2 separate regions of the Anas platyrhynchos genome follow, and region 1 is linked to region 2. Evidence: chromatin contacts called from public Hi-C data. All regions are on one chromosome and are shown on one strand. The core of a region is the stretch at or near the end of the contact, and the rest is flanking DNA. Distances in the headings are between cores, read along the strand shown.

Region 1 (5,412 bases), core at 2,062-4,561, 82 kb before region 2:
TGGGGTAAGGCGGGACGTGGGCAGTGTCGGGACCTCCATCCTTGCAAGGACACGTGAAGGGGATTCGTTCCTGGTTACAGGCAAACTTTATGAACTTGCAGAGCTCCTCCTGGGTGAACATCTCCAACGCACTCCAGAAAAACTCGATGTGCTGATCAGTTTCCATCAGCCCCACCTGGTACATCGTGTGCGCCTAACAGAAAAAGGACAAAATATCCACTGCTGTTTTCTTCTCCCTTGGTAGATCTTCCTCACTTAGACTAAGAGGATAAAAGGGGATGGTAACTGCACCTCCCTCACTAAAGTCTTCTGCCTTTTCAAAATCATTAAGAAATCCAACCACAGCAGACCATTAATATACACAGTTTTGTATCTTGTCAGACCATCAGCTTTTGTTACAGGCTCATCCTAGTCTGTCTGCCCCGCAGTGCTGGTGGAATACATTGCTTTTTTGTTTAATATGCAGGACTGGTGCAGTTCATCACTGCTGCTTAAGGAAAACAAAACAATACTGATGCTCTTTGATAAGAATATTCTATACAAAAGTTTTTTTGAAATGGCATAGTTCTTATAGTATTGAAATAAAAGTATTTAGAACCAGAAATTGTCTGTTGAACACTACTTTTAGATTTCCAGAGGTTAATTGCTATTTGAAATAGGGGCAGCAGCTCTTTCAGCCCTTAAATTCAATGACAAATATTGAGTAAAGCTCAATAAAACAGAGATGGAATTAAGATTTAATACATAAGGAAAAAAAAGTAATTTCATTATTCCTCTCTGGAACAAGCCCTGCTGCTGTTATTCCCTGAAACCTGTGAAATCTTAAGAACTTCTTTGGGACAAAGGGGTGTCCAAGTACAGGGCAGTGTGCCATACACACCACCACAGTGTAACGCAAGCAGAAGGTTCTTCTCTGACACCTTCCATGGGGAAAGATCCTCCTCTGCTTGTCAGTCCGGCAGGTTTTGCCAAAGAAGCTGCAGTTCCTCATACCTTGAGAAACTCCAGGTTGATGTATGGAAGCCCACACGTCCTCAGCTCCATCTCGAGGGGGGTCAGCGTAGTCAGAAGCTGCAGGGGAATGATAGAGCCAAGCCCTGCACGCACTGCAGTCATGCACTCTGGAGTTTGCAGCTCACGCATCCTCAAGCTCCTGATTGCAGTTGCATAAACATCCTTGTTCTCCCACCTGCAAGGGCAGAGATTCAAGACAAGAAAGGAGAGTGCTTAGGAACCCACCTGTGCTATCCCGGAACTGTTACTTACAGGAGGGTTTTATGGAGAGGTTGGTTTTGAATAATTGACTCTGAGCGTTTAGCTATTTACATTCTTATGCCTCCCAATTCAAGTCCACTTCAGCTTTCTCCTCTCTCACACTCACGTCACCCATTTCTCACAAGCCTTGTAACTGTGGGTGTTTACTTAAGCCGCAGGCAGTCGATAAGCACTGCTCCTCAGCCATCTATTTCTTACAGAACAAAAACAACAAGTAGTGCCAGAGATCCCAAGTTCCTGCCAACAAACGTGAAGTGTTCCCAGCTTGTTCTAGCCTTCAGCTGGTTACAAAAGCTTCTTGGGAGAGCTTGGCTCTGGGAAAATTATTCCAGAGATGCTTCTCTTGCACGTAACCCACTGCAACATCCTGCCAAGGAAGCTGTTACTCACCCCACTGGAACGTGCCTGCCTCTGGGACAAAGCTCCACTTCTTCCCCCGTCATGGTCAGGTAGGTGAATTTGCAGCATGGCTTATTAGGGCAGTCAGGGCTCTCTGTCGCTAGATGCTGAGAAGCAATTTCTGCACACAGAGCTTCCAGTTCAGTCTCATCATTTATCTACCACAAAAGACAGGAACAGTACCCGATGACCAACATGTCACAGCATCTCGTCCCTGTGACTCAGGTGAGGTATCAGCACGGTGTATGAGGTGCACTGATTATATCGCCTGGAGACATCACTGACACCAACAGGCAGTAACTGCTTTGGTTCGTTACTGCCTGGTTTAGTGGTGTGGAGTGTCAGTAAACGTTTCAGAAGTCTGCTGAATAGTCCTGCTGCACCTGGCAGATTGATTTGTAAAAGCTGCTCATCAGGATGTAAAATCCTGCACACAAAATAAACTGAAACACTTTGTGACCCTGCTCAAGTGACTGCGAGCAGCGAAGTTGACCACTACCAGTCAGTAAACGTAGCTGTTGGTGGAACACCGTGCTTATGGGGGAAGCCCTGAAGAAAAGAGAAAAAAAATTGCTTACATTTTCAAATTTTTTTACATAGTTGTAGGTGAGGATGTCAGCTTCCTGGAGATCAACATCAGGATCCAGTGGCTCTCCTACCAGGGTCTTCCAGAACGAGGGCAGGAGGTCAAGTGGCAGGGGAACATCTGCTCGAATTGCAATACCCAAAAGCTGCCCAAAGAAGTGAAATAGCTGCTCCTCTGCATAGGTTATAGGGCTCGGCGTCAAAATGTACTTCCCCTTTAGGAAAAAAAATAAAAAATGAGTATACAAACCAACATTTAACAATTGATGCATACCCTGCAGGCCCACAAATTAACATGATTGTGAAAATACTGGTTTGAACAAGACGAATACCACTGAATAGTCTAAGAGAGGATTTGCTCAGTTGAAAGGGACCTCACTCCAACCCCCTGCCACAGGCAGGCGTGCCACTGACTAGATCAGGATGGCCAAGACCCCATTCAACCTGGCATTGAACACATGCATTCATGGAAGGAAAGGCAACTTCATTTCTTGCACTGAGACACCACACCTTGTTCTTATTGACTGCAGAGCTTGGGCACAGCAGGAGAAGGGAGAGTGAGGAGCTCTGTAACTCTTTACAGACTTGCCAAAGAAAGTGACGGAAAGATCCACCTGCAAGAGAGAGGGACAAAATAATGAAGTGCTCTCTCAGGCTTGTAACCATTGCCATTTAATTCAGAATTTGCTGTTCTCCTTGAAATCATGTTTCAAGCTTTAGATTACATGCTTAACCTCTCTGACTGCACAGGCTTTAACAATGGTGGCGTAGATGCCAGCCCTGCCAGCCTATTATTCATGCTCAAGTTCAATTTTAATAGTTTAATTACATGCAAAGATATTCATTGAATTGCCTCCTGCTGAATCCCGAAATGCTGCTTTGTCTTCCAGCACTTTGTGTGTAAGACTAGCACGAACACTTGTTACACCAGTTGGCCTGCAAATGGAATTCATAACTCGATTAGAAGATGACGGGTGCTGTCTTCATAACAACAGGGTCCTGCAGGCAGCACATTTCCACAGCTAAAAGCAGCGAGGCAAAGTATTAGAAGTCACTGTAAATACTAAGCCGTGGAAGCAGCATTTATCTCTTCAGAGATATTGTCAGTAACAACCATGGACCTTCAAAAGAAAACTACCCTTGAGAGAAGGCATTAGGCGACGCTTTGTTCAGTAATAGGTACAAAAGTTCACAAAAAGTTAGCTAAGTTGTATGCTCACACAATTCCCTGTTTTATTAAAAGATGTAAATAAATCGGCTTGCTTAATTACTGGAAGATTCTTTTTTTTCCATCTGCAGAGCTACAAACACCACAAAGGTTGCGCTGCTCCTTAAAGTTAAGGAGCCACATTCTGGTGGAAACTGGGGTTCCACTTGGAGTAAATTCTCACAACTGTTGCCAGTGTCACCCATGTGTGAACTCTTTAATCCTGACTTACTTGTTCCATGAACCTCCTCCCCTGTGAACCGAATGTTGAAGGCGTACGTAGGGTCTCCACCACTGGCGAGTTTAACACAGAGCTGTGAGGATGGCACGCAGGCTAGCTGCCTTGCTGCCTGGCAGAAATAGGAATTTTCTGAAGAACGGATTTCCCCTGTTGAAAAATATAGGAATATAAAATTCCCATACTCGGTATTTTGCAGTAACAACATATCTGAGCTTTGTTAAGACAGATCTGACATGTTACAATGTTAAAAATGACTTTTGAAGAGGATAAATGTTTCCCTTACCTCCAACTATTTCCAGGGGATCCAGGGTGATTTCTGGGGCCGCATGATCTGCAGTTCTTTGGACAGTGGCATTCAGCACTCTGTTCATTACAGTTACTTTTGTGTCATAAAAGATTAAACCTAAATAAAGAAATGCATATTTTGCATATTTCGCATATTTCAATTGTAATCTACCCTTCTACAATCTTGCTTTCTGAAAATCTTCAGTAGCCAATGATCTCCATTCGGTATCTAAGAAATGGCTAATACACATTTTCAAATTTATTTGAAAGCATTTGCTACTGATGCTTACTAGAAGAGGTGCACTGGATTAGGACACTGATGAACACATTTCTACTGTTATAGAAATAGATCCTAGCAACTCCACCAGAAATCCTGTTAATCAGAAACACTGCCAAATAGCTTTCAGAAATTAGAAATGTTTTGACAGTAATGCTGGAGGAAAGAAAACAAGATAAAAAGTAGTGCTGTCACATTGCCTTTATGGAGAGCCCAGATTTATGGGGGAAAGAACTCTGATGAACACTCCTCACTTCTCCATACCAGGTTCCCAAGCTTTTTCCTTTTTTTTAGCTGGGCCAAAACAAAAGCCTTTGCATGCTGACACCTTTGGTGAATTTTGTATCTTCTCCTTTTTCAAATTAAAACAAATTATAGCAAGTTCTTGCATGAATCATCCCCCTTACACTACTTCCCACCTTTAAAAAAGGAAACCAATAAAAAACTAAGAAGTGCCCTTGGGTTTATGCCATTTTGGACATGTGACAGCTTATCAGGCTGAGAATACGACCAATAATCCAGTGTTTGTGCACTGAAATCACCACCTCGCATTCCCTCTCCCCTCCATATCATCATTTCTGTCACACGTTTACATGCATCCAGGTTTTTTGCAAAACATATTAAGTAGTTCACCATGGTACATAGCACAGCCTTTCAGGCAACAGCCATTCTCCCCGAGAAACTGACCTTTGGCCTCTTGCAGCAAGGCAGCAATACTGTTACTGTACATCTCGGTCTGCCGAAGCTCCACCAGCGGTAGGAAGAACGTCTCTAATGTTGTATTGAGAGACTGCAGCAGTGCAAACCGCAGGCGTAGACTTTCAACAGGAACATCTGAAGTGGGAAAGATTCAGTCAGAGATAAAGATGTCCCCTACCTGCTGTAACATCCATCCTCCCAGTGGATTCAGTCCAGGAGCCACGGGAGCTTCCTTCGAAAGCAGCCCCTCCTGACCCCTGCACATCAAAAGGGCTGACAGCACAAGAACAGCAGTGAACCACGACTTCCCTTCCTGGATGTTAAACTCCTGGGTATCTGAGTCCACTGTCTTTCATCATCATCAAATTTCCATTCATGTGGAAAAGCTCTTAAAAGTAACTTCATGCTTCAAACAGATTTAGGTGACTAAAGTCTCCCTAGGTC
Region 2 (5,040 bases), core at 52-2,551:
GCTTTTTCTTACCATTTTGCGGACTTTAACCACACGGCTGCCCCCATTCTTGTCTCCGCCAACTGGCTTGCTGAGAGTTGCTCGAGGCTTTTCTTTCTTTTTCTTTTCTATCTGTAAGCAAGTAAAATAGAAAGTAAATGAGATTTCAAACTGAAGTCACCACAAAAAGTTGTCAGACAGCACGACTACTTAAACGCAGCATTTACCATCACTATACCTTTGTTTCTGGAGCAGTGTACTTGCGCTTGTACAGTGCTTTCCTGGCATACATGGCTGACCGGGAGTATTTCCCAATACCCCGAGCCAAGACAGGGTTGCGGCTGGAATGCTTCTTACGCTTCTTCATCTTGTTGCCCGTTTTCTCCTGGCCTGGCTTCTTCTCTCCTGCCTTCTGGGCCGGCTTCTTCTCACCCGCCATCTGTGGATGCGAACAGAGCAACAAACACACATTACTAGATGCACGGAGCAACGTTTGAGATGCTAAAACCGATAGAAAGAATCACAAATCAAGCCTTTGCACCAGCCTAGTGGTTCTTAGACACTTCCTACAGCCAGTGCAAACAGGAACACTGCAGAGCTGAAGCCCACCCCAGGCACTGCTCACCCGCACAGAACGCTGCTTGGGACCGCTGCGAGATGCCTCAACACCTCACCACGGGGCACCCAGGAGACTGCAGACGCACAGCACCCGAAACTCAGGACCCCTACACCCCTGCTGGGCTTCCTGAGCCCCGCCACGCCTCAGAGCTCCGCTGCCGCTCCCCTGCCGCCAGCCCGGCGCTGCTCAGCGCCCCCAGCCCGGAGCCGAGCCAGGCCCCGACCCCCTGCTAGGCCCCGGGAGGCTCCATCCGCGGCCCCCTCGCTCCTCCGCGGCCCATCCGCGACCCACCCGCCTCCTCCCGCTCCCCTCTCCCCTCCTCAACCCTCCCTGATCCCCATCGCAGCGCCCCGCGGCCGGATGGCGGCGGATGGCGGCCGCCGGGGCCCTGCGCTGAGCAGCACCGCTCCGCCATCTTACCTTCCGGGGAGCCAAAGGGGCCCACTTCCGGCCCCCCTCCCCCCTCTAAACCCAGCGCCGCGCCTGACGTCACCGCGCCGGCCGCAAGGCACGCTGGGACTTGTAGTTTTTCCACAGGGGGGGTCCCTATGGGATAGGAGGGACCCCTCCCTCCCCCCCTCCCCCGTTACCTCAGCGCGGGGGGTCCCCGGTTCCCCGTAGCCACCGGGAAAGGGAGGGGGGGGCGGACACCGTCAGGGCCCCCCTGGCCGTGAGGAGGGGGCGGCGTCGCGCGGCGATGTCGCGGCCGTGACGCAGGGCGGGCCGCGCCGCGCTGTGCGGGGCCTGAGGCCGCCGGCGGTCGAGAAGGGGGGAAAAAAAAAAAGGGGGGGGGGGGGAGAAAAAAACAACGAGGGGAGACCCCGGGGAAGGGGCGTGAGGAAGGGGGGGGGGCACCCGGGGAGGGGTCGATGTGAGAAGCAGGGAGGGGGAGAGGCCGCGGCCCCGGCTCCCGGCGGGCACCATGACATCGCGGAGGTGAGCGGGGGGCTTTTTTTGGGGGCTTTTTGGGTTTTTTGTTTTTTTTTTTGGGGGTGTCGAGGTCCCGTTGTACCCTCCTCACGCTGAGGTATAGGGGTGGGGGCGATGCTGGCCGTGAGGGGGGCGGTTTGAGGGGAAAAACCCGGCCCGCGATGTCGGGGGCTCCCCTCAGGCCTCCTCAGGGGCTGGGGTTTTGGGGAGCCCCCTGTGGGGACAGGGCTCGGGCCCCGGCACCCTTCTGGGGCCCTTTGGACCCGTGATGTGGCGGGGTTGTGCTGGGGGGGGTTGGTTTGCAGCCCACGGGCGGTCAGGGTGAGGGCTGGGGTCCCACAGCAACACCTCGGGGTGTTTTGGGGGTCGTGCCCCCCTCACACACCGGCTGCATCCCTATGGGACCCCCCCCCTCCAGCCGTCTGGAGGCCAGGGGCGATGCTCGGGAGCTCAGATTTTAATTGGTAAGCCAGGCCGAGAAATTATTAAGGTTATAAAGCGAGGAGCCTAAAAATAGGGGTAATTAAAGCGCCGCTCCCCACCTCCGTGGCGCTGCGGCGGTGACAGCTGAGGCCCAGCACCGCTCTCATCGCCCCTGCTGTGGAGGTGCTTGGCAAAGCCCTGTCGTGGCATGGAAAAACGAATTGATCTTCTCCTTTTCTTGGCCTCTTCGGTGTGCTGGGAGCAGCCTGTTGGCACTTATAAAACACCGATTCTGCTGAGCTTTCCCTGGCTGTGCGAAATGCACCCTTGCTAAATAATAATAAAAAAGTCGCAAGGCTGCGTTTTCAACCACGTCAAGGCTTTCAGCAAAAGGTTCCTTGCTTAGCCGATGCCCCTGTGCTTTTGTAAGTGAGACCCCGGCTATTTTAGCTTTTCTGCCAGTATTTCAGTCTCGCTGTAAGCTCATCAGGGACTTGGGTGTGCTGCTGAACGCCCCCCACCAGAGCTGCTGCGGGGAGCATGCCCTGCACAGCGAGGGCACTCGGTTTAATCAGAGCATGGGATCGCGTGTGCGTGTTGCTTTCTTCATCGTGCTTCTTAGCAGGGGTGGCCTTTGCTTGGGATAGCCTCTGCACCTGCTCGCAATAGAGGTTGAAGAAGGAAAGAAGAAAAGAAGAGGCTGAAATGCATTCCATCCCTATAAAAGGAAGCGTGAGAGAAGGTCCCCCGTGGGGGTTGTGTTACCGGGATCTGTGCCCGCAGCCCCCTTGCTCGCTCTGCCAGCTTTGGAGGGGATGCGGCCACCGAGGTTCAAAAGCACACATGTGATGGCAGGACTTCAATGGAGGGATCTTGATCGCCGGGCCGGAACCGTTTAACCGAGATCGCTAACACCCCCATTTTTCTATTTGGGGTGGCTGACAAATGCATCTTCCTACTCAAAGCCAAAAATACAAGGATGAGAGAGCAGGGGAACAAGTTGCCATCAGAACAAAAGTTACATAAAGTGCAGTAAGCGCCTCGCTCACCCAGATGTAGCTTTCCTTTTGCTGCACTTCGTAACTTTTTGCCACCTTGGGCAGGAGCATCTGTGTGTGGGGTGACGTTTTTGTTAAACAGCCTCAGGGTTTTAACCTATCTTTTAAGCACAAGTTGCTTTTAGTCCCTTCTGTTTATCAAGTTACGATTTTTCAGTTATTTAATGTTTTGAGCAGCTTGTGTGCAGTTACTTCCAGGTGCACAAAGGTTTAGGGTGAGAGACAGAAGATAAATTAATTGAGCTTCATGAATTGTCACAGCAGAATAAATCTGTAAGGTAGATTCCAGTAATTTCTCCTCTTCGTGTTTATGCAATTTTGGATGTAAATTTAAAAACACACGGAGGTGTCTCTTGAATCCTGTGTGCATTTAAAATGACTGTTCAAAATATTCTCTTGCCTTTGTTGGTGTTTTTCCCTAATGGAAGTAAAATTCTGGGGCTGGAAGCGTGGCAAATAGGTTATCAGCTCTTTGAGTCCAACTGTTGTATTCTAAAATACATTACTTAATGGTCAGTTCGTGCTAGGTGCTGTTGCTTGCACGGTTTCTCTTGTGATACCGTGTGAAAACAACTTTTCTGGACCTTGAAATAGTCATTAGATAAATGTAGGATTACTTAACTGATTCGTTCTCATTTGCTTTAATAACGTGGAAGTATTTTTTCATATATTCTTTTCAAGAGCCATGGTGCATAGGTTTGGTTTTCTTAGAGATACGGTGGTATTCACTAGATTTTCTTAGTGCAAGCAGGATATCTTTAATGAGAAAAAGGCAAGATGAACGAGAGGGATCGTTTAGTTTTGAAATGAAATTGGTGCACAGGTAATCCAAATTCCCATTTGAATGACTTGCTAGAGGTTTGAATGTTCTAGAACCTCTGAGACTTACCAGCGTGCTTGCACGGAAGCTGTGCCTGGATGGAGTAGGCTGGGTTGGGGCTTGGTAGAATATTGTCACCTTCAGCGCAGGAGGAATTGCTGAACCCATTGAAGTCATGAAGGCAGAACCCTAAATTTAGAGAGGCACTCGCGTGTTTTGCTGCTACAGCAATTTGCTGTGAAACGTTGGCTGGATCAGGAGTGATTAGAAAAGCTGTGCGATTTTGGGGGAGATGGAGCGCTTCTACAACTGGAAGGAGGCTGGCTGCGGAGCCTTTTCGCCCTCATCTTCTGCTCTACTTCAGAGAAAGAAAGGACCCGGCGCACAAAGAGGAGTCGCCGTGCTCTTTGCAGATACAGAAGTGCGTTTTTGTTTGTGCCCTGCGCAGTGCCTGGTTCACAGCAGTGCTGAAGGATAAAGGAGATCGTTTAATTTCCCGATAAAAGCCTGACAAAACCACGAGGACAGTTCTGAGCTGCTGCATCCTCTGTTCCCGGGCTGCGTGGTGATTTCTGTTTTGTTTTTAGGTTTGTCGCCTGAAATGGTGCCTCATTAAAAAGTCCTTTCATCCGGAGCGCAGGTGTAGCTCGGAGCTGCAGGAGTGCAACAAAATTCCTCACGTATAGCTAAGAGGAAACGCAGATGCGTTAACCGAATGGCTAAGAATAAGTCTCAAAAGCTGATGCCATAGGTGGGGACACAGCTTCTTGGCTATAGACCATATACAGCCCTCCTCTGGCCGGGCACTATATTAGTCACTCATTAGGCTGCCTGTGGGTGGTGAATATCGATACGAGATTCCTCAGTGCCTTTATTTAAGCGCGGCATGTTCGGGCTGGACAAGTCTCCATGGTGTTTGGAAGGCAGAGCAGTGGCTTTGGGTCTGGCACCTTGTTCCCCTGAGGAAGGTGGAAGAAGGCTGGGCAACCAAATCGTTGTTCCTTTTGACCCCTGTCGGTCGGTACTCAACCTGTGCACTGAAGGATGAGGTCTTGTTTAATTTTTAACCTTTAAAATGTTGTCCGGTGTTTCGTTTTAAATATTTTTCCTGATTGCCTTTCGGTGTCTTTGAGTGTTCTGCCTTCCAGGAGTAAGGACAACGTGTGACTTGTGGTCCCTGACTGTACTGCGCACCTCTCTGATATCGTTGT

What was found. A called contact is a pair of places that touch in the nucleus more often than the background predicts.
Region 1: a Hi-C map of F1 follicle shows a contact between it and region 2, with 4 times the contacts expected there. The contact joins the enhancer-like site here to the promoter of RPL6 in region 2. A contact is called at or near these places in 4 of 8 Hi-C or Micro-C datasets (F1 follicle, F5 follicle, liver and 1 more).

Annotation. Positions count from the first base shown.
Region 1 is chr16:2,018,725-2,024,136 of IASCAAS_PekinDuck_T2T, reverse strand. It overlaps HECTD4 (HECT domain E3 ubiquitin protein ligase 4), which reads right to left. Exons shown (of 76, transcript XM_038187302.2): 68 at 4,957-5,103; 69 at 3,991-4,110; 70 at 3,699-3,854; 71 at 2,770-2,873; 72 at 2,253-2,474; 73 at 1,666-1,832; 74 at 994-1,189; 75 at 1-193. Among named protein-coding and RNA genes, the nearest start is that of TRAFD1, 17 kb to the left of the region's middle. Within about 2 kb of position 3,311, at least 3 of the 8 cell types and tissues checked have an H3K27ac peak or open chromatin away from gene starts, as enhancers often do. A contact at or near this core is called in F1 follicle, where this site is marked.
Region 2 is chr16:1,934,897-1,939,936 of IASCAAS_PekinDuck_T2T, reverse strand. It overlaps RPL6 (ribosomal protein L6), which reads right to left and starts at 1,301. Exons shown (of 7, transcript XM_072024160.1): 1 at 1,189-1,301; 2 at 218-418; 3 at 13-111. The coding sequence starts at 418. PTPN11 (protein tyrosine phosphatase non-receptor type 11) reads left to right here and starts at 1,312. Exons shown (of 16, transcript XM_038187295.2): 1 at 1,312-1,534. The coding sequence starts at 1,521.